2 separate regions of the Gossypium hirsutum genome follow, and region 1 is linked to region 2. A link is a contact called in public Hi-C data. All regions are on one chromosome and are shown on one strand. The core of a region is the stretch at or near the end of the contact, and the rest is flanking DNA. Distances in the headings are between cores, read along the strand shown. Region 1 holds the start of LOC107909973 (probable WRKY transcription factor 41). Region 2 holds the start of LOC107909883 (endoglucanase 6).

Region 1 (5,860 bases), core at 1,269-3,768, 300 kb before region 2:
TCTAAGTCATCTATATATTCTACAATATGATTTCTTCTCAGTTATGTGGCTCTATATTTATTTCATCAACACTGATAATTGGTGTAGCACTTGTCATAGATGAGCAGCATGAAGTACACAAAATCTGCCCAAAGCAAACATAAAGGAAATGACTCGAATAGGGATATAGAGCAAAGAAAATGCGGCTTTATTCAATGTAGTTTTATACAATGTTCCTTACTTTGGATGGTTTTCGCCTGCATTTTGATTTTGCTATTGGTGGCTTTGTTTCAACTCTACTAATTTCCTTTACATTGTTCGTTTGCTGACTTTGTGTCTACTGAGCAGTCCCAGCCGGAATATACGGTAAGTTCCTGCTAATGATCAACAATTCCTTTAACAGTTAATGGTTTCTACATATTGATGCCAAATTATGACTTGGTCCATGTGGGGTTGAGACAGCAAAGGTGAAATACGGTACTTCCTTGTCTAATGTGGATTGGTTACATGGAGGGGCTGAATCACTTCTCACTTTAACCAACTTATTCATCGTCTTGGGGCTGAGACAAACTCTTAGGAAGACCAAGGATGCAAAAGAAGGCGCATCAAGCTCCGTTCAGGATGTGGAAAACCAGAAGAAACCTTACATATAGATTAACTATGATTTCAGTCGATCTCCTTGCCATTTCATTGTTAAAGTACCATGAGCTCTTCTCAATTCTGTTGGATGTTGCTTCTTGTCCTGCAGTTTTCTTATTTCAGGACTTGTGGTATATGATAATTTCTAGAGTGTTAACTTGTTACCATTTGCTTATGTATTCCATCGGCTATGTGTAAAGACAAGCAATGTAGGAATCGTTGGAATGTAGATTCTTTTTCCCTGTATATACTTATTTTATTCTTCTGAAATCCAGGATTTGTGAACTTTCACGGTATGTTGTTATGGACAACTTATTTGGATTATAAATGGCCATTGCTTAAAATACTACTTTGCTAATTGCAATGAAGTTGCAGTGAGTGTTAGAAGGACCTTTGCATTTTGGTGAAAATCTGCGCACTAGTATTATGGAATTTCGATAAGAACAAGTATCAAAACTTGTTATCTGAGGAAATTTCTCAAAACCAACATAGAATTGAAAGGGACATGTATTGTACAATAGTTCTTCGCAGAACACACGGCTCACCATGAACCTACTTTGGTTATTGGAACCCGAATTTGACATCTACCATTACTCTTATTCGATTGCGGAAAAGAGTTAGGAGAAAAATCCCGGTGTGTCAAATGGGAAATTCGGGTCCAACTCCACTTGGTCGAGCGAAAAATCCAAGTCCATAATTGGAGAATTGGTGGCCGAAGTGTTGGCTGAAACCAACTCGGTGAGATCAGATTTAGAATGCTGTGTGTTGAGCACCCCTTGGAAGTTGTTCATCTGGGAAACTGAAAAGTAGTTTAATTCTGGTGTATCGGGAGACATGAACGGCGATGAAAAGCTGCCGAAGATATTGTAGTAATCAAGTACTCCTGAAGGTGAAAAGCTATGGTTTTCGCTCTTTATACACCCAAATGATGTTGAAGCAAAAGAGAATGGGGGTGCCATCTCTTTATTGTCTAAGCCCTCAGTATTGACTCTTAGGCCTGCTCGAAACTCTGAGAGGGTATCTTGTGATTGCAATGGTTGGTAATTGGTATTATTAAGGCCGTTTGAGTTTGATTTATGTTGTTTTTCTGGGGATGGAACTGCGGGGTTGCCATTTGCACATGTATGAGTTCCTCTGTATGTGACCTCAAAGAGGATGGGATCTTCATCTGATCTCTGCACTTGCTTTGTAGCCCAGCAGTTTTGGGTGTTTCGATAGGTGCATCTGTAATAGCTTCTGCAAAAGTAAACATTCTATCATCAGGGTTTTGACTAATACAAAAGTCCAGCATTTTACAAGGGAAAAGGGTCATTCACCTAGGATATTTGGCTCCAAGGATATCCTTTTGCCCGTATTTTCTCCAACTGTAGCCATCATCATGAGGACCTTCCAGCAGGTTTTCAGAGCTCACTCTCACCTGATCCGTCCACCTAGGCATCATCTTTCTGCAAAACACAGTTCCAGGAATCATTTAGCATACTCAAATTTACAACTTCCAAAATTTGCAATAACATTCAAGAATTATTAACTTGTAGCTTGCAAATTCACCTCTTCTTTGAGACATCTCTGATATCCTGGTTATCCTTTTCTAAATCATCACTCCTGGGGCTGCCGTTGATGGTTAGAGGAGACTCTGGCACACAAGTTTTTCCTCCTACATTTTGTTGTGGCTGTTCCGTAGGCCTGCTCAGTTTCAAAATCAGAAGAGCTTTTTCATAGGAAGATAAGATCTTCTGTAGTAGCAAGTCCCTGGATTCAACAGAAGATGATGGTGCACCCAAATGCAACCTTAGCTGTTTTGCTAATTGCATTCCTTGAATCAGCTCGCTCACCAGTGTCCCCTGCTCCCACTTCCACATGTTCTCCATTTTTTTTTCCCCCTTTCTTCTTTCCTTCAACTGTAAGAAAATAGAGAGGGATTCCTTGTTTGGAACTTGGAAATACTAATTCATGACCTGCTATAGACCGGGTAAATTTGGTTATGAAGAAGAAAAAACTTTTCCAAGGATCACAAGCAGAAGCAGCCAAAGGGATTGAAATAGCCTAAATGGTGAAGAGCAAGAAGCAACAACCATGGAATTTGGCCTGAATGTTAAGTTTTGATTAAGTAACTAAAAGCTGGAAAATGTTTGAACTTGTCTATGCTGAGGTTTAAGCAAAGAGGGAGTAGGAGAGTGAAAGGTTTTGGGTTTGAATAAGAAATTGAAACTCTGGGGCTTTTAAAGGAACTTCATTGGAGTTTTGGGATTAGAAAAAATGGTTGTTGGAATAGAAAGTTTGAAGTTTGACCAAAAGAAACCGAGTTTTTCAGCATAGACAAGTCTTTGGTCATGATAAACTAGAAGTAAGATTAGTGGACTGAAGAGTGAGGTGAGGTCAAAACTCCAATTGCTGACCAAGTCTCCCTTCAATTTTACATCTAAAATATCCCAAGTGTAGTTAGGATCACAAATGGTTATAAACCAAGATGAGTTTAATAATAAAAATATATCCAAATCTAAACTAAAATAAATTTAATAAGATTAAAATTAATTATAGGATATGTTTATATTCAAAAATTATATTTAAATTAATTAATAAAATCATAATTATATCTAAGGTTAGTATTTGGTAGTGAACTTTTTTTGTATTCAGTAAGCGCAGTTTTAAAAAAAAATTTCTTGTGTTTTTTTAATATTTTAATATATTTTTATAGAACATTTGTGAACCTTTGATTGTGAAGTTTAAAAACTCTTGTACCAAATAATTTTCATTATATTTATGCTAAATTATAATTATAATTATTAAACTTATATTTATATTAAAAGTTAAATCATTAAAAATATTTATATAATAGTTATACTAAATAATAATATATATAATGAAATAATATTATATAAAATAATAATTAAATTAAATTTATATAAAAAGTAAATTGAAAAATACAATAATGAATAGAAGGTGATAAAACAATAATTATCTCACTTAACTGCAATCGTTGGAGCTAAAAGCTCCAGCCAAAATTTTTACCAGCAGTGAGACAGTCTCATTGGACTGGTGGTACGCCAAACATCATCAAAAATAGGTGCGTTCCAATGAAAACAGAAAACCTTCAAAAGTCAACGCACCAGAGCCAAAAGCTATGCCAGAGGAAGCAGACTTATTTAATTTAAATTCTGATATTTGTCCATGTATATATGTCTATACTTTAATTTAAATCCTTATATTTTGTAAATTTTAAAATTTCAATCCTTACTAAATTATAATTGTTAAATTTATTTAGTTAACATCTTTTATTTTCAAAATCTGATACGGCAAACATAGTGCCAATATGTATAGTGGCATGTTAACATGCTATTTTCACATATTACTCATTAAAAATATAATATTAAGGGATTAATGATTTTCATTTGTGTCAAGACCAAAATTTTTTAAATTTGAAAAGTATTAGAACTTAGAATAATTCAATTGGAGAATATAGATCAAATCTACAATTGTATGCATAGTACATAACTGATAATTGAATTTAACCAAAAAAAATTAACTACTATTGTTCGGGTCATGACTAAAATTGACTATTTTAAAAAATATGGGAATTAAATTTAATCAAATTAAAATATAAAATCCATAACTTAAAAAAATTATAAAAATTAATAGTAAAATTTAACCATGGATAAAATGAAAATAAAAAAAAAATCACGATCTCAATTATGTGATTAAGCAAAGGGTTGGGTCACCTGATTTATCCTTAGCGTGACACGAATGATTGAGGTTAAGAATAAAAAGAGCATATAAATTAATGTGAAAGAAAGTCAGAGATGAAGGTGAATTGGACCAAAGAAATTTCAAACCAAATTCCGCGTTATTGCTCTTCCCATGTGGGGAAATTTGGAGCTTACGTGTACTCAAAGATGCCATTTTCAACCACCATTTGCACTTCATCTGCCCAGATTAGATTCTTCACAGCTTCTTCTTCTTCTTCTTCTTCTTCTTCTTTTTACAAACTGTCAAGAACATGCATTGCAGCCACTCTCTCACCTGAAATTCATTCCAATATTTTTAGAGGGATTAGTGTTTTCATGATCCAACATACCCTACCCGATGTTTCGTAATTTGATAATAAAAAGGTAATTTCAGATATTAATATTTTAAATCTAATATTTGCTTCAAATATTTAAAAAGTGCAAAAATTTCATTTTTGTTTTCCTAATACAATCCAAACTCCTTGAATTCTTTAAGCTATGATGATGAATCCAAAATATTTTAAGAAAAAACCTAATTAACCCAGAGTAATTAGTGTGATTAATTTATAAAGTCTGCATTATACAAAGAGGTTTGACTCACATGTCTGTTTAGGCTATTTGTTTCCATCATTACATGAGCAAGAGCAAGACGTATGGAATTGGAAGCGTCCCATCAAACAAAATTTTATATTTATTTGAATTTTTTTTTTTTTTAGTTTGATATTAGAGTATTACATTTTAGTTTTCAACTTGATACTCAGCAATGGCAAATGGAGGAGGTGACATTGGCCCTGGTGTCTCTTAAAATAATTTTTTTTTTCATTTAGGATTTTTTATATTTTATAAAAATTTAAATTAGTAGTGGTAAAACTGTACTTTGACATTCTAAAATGATAAGAATTTGATTAAAAATTATAAAGATATAAGCTACTAAAATGATAAATTTGTATTTTTACTATTGTAAAATAAACAATTTAATTTCACTCCCCCACAAAATTTTTTCTAACTTTGCCCTTGGTACTTAAACCAAATAACCCCATAAATATTTTATATGTGTACTCTAGTAAGCAAACACATGTATTTAATTGGGAGAAAAAAACTCAAATATCAAATTGAACATTAAAATCAAATTCGAGTACTTAAATGAGATAAAAAAGATTCAAGCTCAAATACTAAAATAATTCCAAATGAAAAAAAAAATTAATACAAAATTAAATATTAAAACCAAACAAAAATATGAAATGATATATCATAAATTTAAACTTAGGGAAGAGAATATTTTGATAGTTGGGACTTGAATGTGAAACATGCAAAGTCAAGTATTTCAATTATTTGAATCACAAACTTAAGGTTATTCAATCACAACGCAGAATTATATAAAAATGTATCAAACATAATATTTAAATAATACAGTTTTTCTAGTTGTATTTAAATAATACTAGAATCCACTTTATGGGTGGATTTTTGTTTAGCAAAAAGCGTTAACTTTTAAGACAACCTTTTAGTTTTTCTACTAACAT
Region 2 (5,754 bases), core at 730-3,229:
CTTAATTGCACCTAAAAAAACATTTAAACTCTTAATGATGTTTAACTAGTATATTGAGTAACCTAAATCAATACTTCATTTAAAACTAAGAGTTTGTCAAAATTTGAGTGCATAACAATCTAACAAATTAGCTCTAATTGCCAGAAAAAAGAGACCAAATTGAAGTAAACTGTTTGTGGAATTGTATTAGTATAAGCTAACAATTTGTAGTCAAAGTATAACATATTTGAATAAAAGGAGTAACTAATTTAATTAGGCATCTCTTGCCTATTAGTTAGGAAAGCAAATTTGAATTCTGTGCTTGCGTTGCGCAACAATACTATCCAAAGATATTTTTGTAGGCCATAAAAGCAAAGTTGGTGGTACTGTTTCGGGCTGACTGTGTCCCATTCTTTACCAACAACAAAGCAAAGCAAGAGTTCCACTTATGGAAGATGGCCTATGCCTTCAATTTATAACCAACGTTAATGTTTTAACATGGATTTCGCCACGTCAAAGTGGGAACAAAATTGGTGGGGGGGGGGGCAGGTGTACTTAGGGAGGCTGATAAAAAACTAACTCACCCGGACAGCCGGTGACCGCGTTGCCTAGGTAGAACCATCAGAAGTCGTGATAGAACCGTTGTTAGCCGGTAATTGCGGAGGCTTGCCTCTTTGACTTACATACCGTACGTCTCCACTGTCCACATCTCTTGGTTTTTTAAAACCTTCTTATGATATTAAAATAAAAAACTCTTTTTTACTTTTATGAAAGGGCAAAAGGAAAAGCAAGATGACAAAAATATTTTCGGCAACCCAAAAAAAAGAAAAAGGTTAATTTCCGGCGGAGACCGTTGATTGCTGTTGGGAATTAAGCGCTCTCTTTTTGACCTTTTAAATAAAATAACCAAATGAAAATGGACATCTTGCACAGTTGATTTTACAAAGGATTGTCATATTGCCTACCGGATGCCGTCGGTGGACTCCTAATTTCAGAAGAGAAAATAAAATGGGGTTGTCGGGTTTGGCGAATCATAGTTACCATTATCAACAATTCCGGTTGATGCTGAGAAGTTCCCTCAATAATTAAAGCAATTATTCAAATTCCATGTCTTCTAAGCTTGTCAAAAAAAAAATTCAAATTCCCTCTAATATTTAGATTTTAATTCTACATCCAATCGTCATAAAAACCTCAACCCCCTTTTCTTTAGCTGGACAAAATAATGGCTTTTAGTTGAGAATTTAGGGTTACATTCAACCCCCTTCATCAATAATATATAACATTTACATTTATCCATTAATAATGCATCTTTTTCTTTATGCTTTTCACATCAATTCATTCTCCAAACATATGTAGATTTATGTGTGGTCAATAAATTATATCTTAAAATTTATTGTTTATGATAATAATTATAATTTTTTTAAAATTATATATATTATATATGATTTCTTTTATATTTTTAATCAATATAATATATATAATATTAAAAAAATAAAAGAGACATGTGGTATATTCTAATAGCATAACATGGCAAATCAATGTCTGATCAATTACCGTCAACAATTGGTCAATATCTACCAATGATCAATCAATACTCGTCAATGGTCGATCAACATCGACCACTGTGACATTTTTTTTCATTGATCAAAGTGGCCTAACAAATATTTTTAACCAACATTACAAAATAGATAAATAAAATTAAGTACAAAATTGAGAAAATGAATATATTTTAAGAGATTTAAGTTAATATTTAAAATAATCATATTTAATACAATTCAAAAAGAAAAAGAAAATAAAATGTCTAAAATAATTAGGGTTAGATATGTGCTATAATTGGCCTAATCAAGCAGTGTGGCAGCACCTGTAAAAGATGATCCAGGGTTTGCAATTTTCCCATACCTAATACGACAGGAGACGCAAACGGACAGGTCGCAGGCTGCAGAAGCCAGATGATTAATTTAAAAATAAAAATAAAAATAATTTGCATTAATTATGGGTGAACAAATTTCAAAACATAAACCAAGCAGCCAAGTTTTGCAAAATCCAATTATGTCCACCATTTGTGACCCAGGACAGGGTACCCTCCCACATGCGGTGCCCAACAGAGATTTAATGGAGTCGTAATAAACTTCATGCCTTAATTTCAGGGGCATTATTCCCAAGTTACAAACAATGTAAGTTTAGTGGAGTGGAGAAGGCATAAAAAGAAATTCTACAGAAGAGTAAAAATCAGAAATTAATTTTAATCATGTTTAGCAGCAGTTTCCCTGCCAAAAAGAACCATTAAATCCGCACCGACTCTACCCAGTGAAAGACTAAAAGCGCCAGGGACACCCACATGACTTTGTTCTTTCCCTTTCCCTCTCCTCCAATTATTATTAAAAACTACTTTCAATACCAATTTTTAACCTCTCTTGCTCTTCCTTCCCTCCACTCCACAATATATAGAGGCTTCAGCTCCTCTTCCAATTCCCAATCCCACTGCTCTTTCTCTCCTCACTTTCATTTCTATCACCTCTTTTAACTCATTCCATTTTTTTTTACCTTTCTCTCCAATTCCCAATCCCACTGCATTTTTTGTGTTCGATACCAAATGGGTTTCTCTTTTTAGTTTTAGAAACTTGAAGGAAACCCCACTCTGCAGAAAGAGATCTGTTTTTGTTTCAACTTGAAACTTGAATTGTGTCTTTTGATAAGTTTGAATGTACATGGAGAAGTTGATGAGGCTGATTGAAATGACTCCTTTACTTCTGCTGCTTTTTCTTCCTTCTGCTTTTGCTGGACATGACTATAACCAAGCTCTGAGCAAGAGCATTCTGTTCTTTGAAGCTCAGAGATCTGGTTACCTTCCTCATAACCAGAGAGTTACGTGGAGAGCCAATTCCGGCTTGAATGACGGCAAGGCCAGTGGGGTAAGTTAAAGTTCCACTCTCAACTTGAACTTGTTTTCTCGGTCAAAACGTCACTTTTGTTCTTTGACTTGCTTCATTTAGAATCGAAAATTATGGTATTTATGGTTGAAGTTGTTTTCCCAAATTCTCAAGGTGGATCTGGTTGGAGGGTACTACGATGCAGGGGACAATGTGAAGTTCGGACTGCCCATGGCATTCACCATAACAATGATGTCCTGGAGTATTATAGAGTACGGGAAACAAATGGGTGCCAATGGAGAGCTCGGCCATGCGATGGAAGCAGTCAAGTGAGGCACTGACTACCTCATTAAAGCTCATCCCGAACCTTATGTCCTTTATGGAGAGGTACTCTTCCCGACCTTCTTCCCTCGTGTTTCTTCCCATTCTTAACACTCCATTATTTTGTCACTAATATGTCCAAATCCCTTTTTCAAATCTCATACTTGATAGCAACACTTGGCTACTAATAAAATATTAGTTTGAATTTAATACTGCTAAAACTCAAAAGGACTCAATTAAAAAATAATTAATTTTGGTGAGATCCATTTTAGGTGGGCGATGGTAACAGTGACCACTACTGTTGGCAAAGACCAGAGGATATGACCACAAACCGTCATGCTTACAAGATAGACCCAAGCAACCCTGGGTCGGATCTGGCAGGTGAAACTGCCGCCGCCATGGCTGCCGCCTCAATCGTCTTCCGCCGTTCCAACCCTGCATATTCCACCGAGCTTCTTCGCCATGCCCACCAGGTATACATTTACGCAGTCTGTGTCTTCTCGCGTTGCTGGGACCATTGGATCCGCCGATGCCTGTTAGCTTACACTCTATACCTTTTTTTATCAGAAGATGATGGAAAAAATGGTTGTTATTGCGCACTCTTTTGTCGGCCTCAATTTCGCAACTTGGGGGGCCCAACCCTAGTTTTCATTTAATAAAAACAACCACCTCTGTCTACTTCTTTCTTCCACCAAAATACTACCACTGTTTTTGAGCCAGGAAAAATAAAAACCTTTTAACCCTTGTAGTAGCTATATTTTGGGTGAAACGGTGTCGTTCGCTAGATTCTTGTTAATGGTTCTAAATTGATCATGGGTGGAAGGGGTGGGTATAGTTAGATTCTATATCATTATCATCTCTATAAATTTGGCTTTAATTAAATTTTTTATTTTTTATTTTTTTAAAATCAAATAAATATTTATTATTTTCTATATTAAGCTTTTAAAAGTTTATATAAAAATAAAATAATATTTTTTTCTAATGGAACGGATTGACTCCAGTGGATTGATGTTCTAATTTTATGACTCCTTGTGATGAGAACGCTTAGCTTTGCTTTTGCCCCATCCATCACGGGTAATTAATCTTTTATGACCGTACAGATCTCTCGTACAAGCAGATCTTAACCGTCCATTTATACCCAGTCATTTCGTTTCTCACGTGCCAACCCTGTCGGTGCTCCTCCAGTTTAACTTACATCCCCAAATTACCCTTGCCTCTTTCCTCAAATTGCTTCACCTACCCTATCCATTCTCTTCAACAAAAATTTCAATAAATTTTACAATATAATTAATTTTAAGTTTTGTTTTTGTTTTCAGCTATTCGAATTTGCTGATAAATACAGAGGTAAATACGACAGCAGCATCACAGTTGCCCAAAAATACTACCGATCCATCAGTGGCTACAATGTAAGTTTTTCTAAATTTTATCAAAGCAATCAATTTGAGCAATTTATAGTTTTAATGGCAGAAAATAGCATGTTTACTGGTACGGTTTATTAATTAAGTTGGAATGTTATCGTGTAGGACGAGTTGTTGTGGGCCGCTGCGTGGCTGTACCAAGCTAGTAACAATGAGTACTACTTGAACTATCTTGGCAAAAATGGTGATTCTATGGGTGGAACAGGTTGGGCCATGACTGAGTTCGGTTGGGACGTCAAGTACGCTGGGGTTCAGACCCTTGTCGCCAAGGTATTATTTTCAATATCTGAATCTAGTACTTATTGGTTTCTTCAAGCTTCAAAATTTAACCTAGTAGTTTTCGTTTCCCTGTAGTTCTTAATGCAAGGCAAAGCTGGACTCCATGCACCGGTGTTTGAGAGGTACCACCAAAAGGCAGAGTACTTCATGTGCTCATTGATCGGGAAGGGTGGCCGTAATATTCAGAAGACTCCCGGGGGTTTGATTTTCCGACAGAGGTGGAATAATATGCAGTTCGTGACTAGTGCTTCGTTCTTGGCCACCGTGTACTCTGACTATCTCGCGTCCTCTAGGGGAAGCTTGAAGTGTGCTGCTGTCAATGTTGCACCATCCGAGCTTCTTTCTTTTGCAAAATCTCAAGTGATCACTCTTCTCTTCATGTATTCAAGTATTATTGAATGATGACCACTGACAAATTCAACCTTTATAACAAAATTTCTGATGTTTTTGCAATGTTGAATTATCAGGTGGATTACATTCTTGGAGACAATCCAAGAGCAACAAGTTACATGGTTGGTTATGGGAACAATTTCCCACGACAAGTTCACCACCGAGCTTCTTCAATTATTTCGTTCAAGGTTGACCCTAAATTCGTTGCGTGCCGACAAGGCTATGCCACTTGGTATTCAAGGAAAGCAAGTGATCCTAATGTCCTTACCGGTGCTATTGTCGGAGGACCTGATGCCTATGATAACTTTGCCGATGAAAGGGACAATTATGAGCAAACAGAGCCTGCTACCTACAACAATGCTCCTCTTCTTGGCATATTGGCTAGACTTGGTGGTGGTCATGGCGGTTATAATCAGCTCCTTCCTGGTATGTAAAAGCATTTATCTCCCTGTTGAAGTTATATGGTTACAACTTTTTATTCTAACTCTCGCTAATTC

What was found. Hi-C and Micro-C count contacts between places; a contact is called where the count stands out from the background.
Region 1: a contact with region 2 is called in a Hi-C map of leaf, with 2.9 times the contacts expected there. The contact joins the promoter of LOC107909973 here to the promoter of LOC107909883 in region 2. A contact is called at or near these places in 9 of 34 Hi-C or Micro-C datasets (hypocotyl, leaf and petal).

What each region holds. Positions count from the first base shown.
Region 1 is chrD08:42,950,866-42,956,725 of Gossypium_hirsutum_v2.1, reverse strand. It overlaps LOC107909973 (probable WRKY transcription factor 41), which reads right to left and starts at 2,518. Exons shown (of 3, transcript NM_001327029.1): 1 at 2,167-2,518; 2 at 1,935-2,063; 3 at 1,188-1,854. The coding sequence starts at 2,486. The coding sequence ends at 1,236. LOC107909980 reads left to right here. Exons shown (of 3, transcript XM_016837711.2): 2 at 328-345; 3 at 442-914. The coding sequence ends at 632.
Region 2 is chrD08:42,645,778-42,651,531 of Gossypium_hirsutum_v2.1, reverse strand. LOC107909883 (endoglucanase 6) reads left to right here and starts at 1,979. Exons shown (of 9, transcript XM_041098169.1): 1 at 1,979-2,891; 2 at 3,024-3,236; 3 at 3,443-3,643; 4 at 4,487-4,576; 5 at 4,694-4,858; 6 at 4,943-5,227; 7 at 5,335-5,683. The coding sequence starts at 3,491.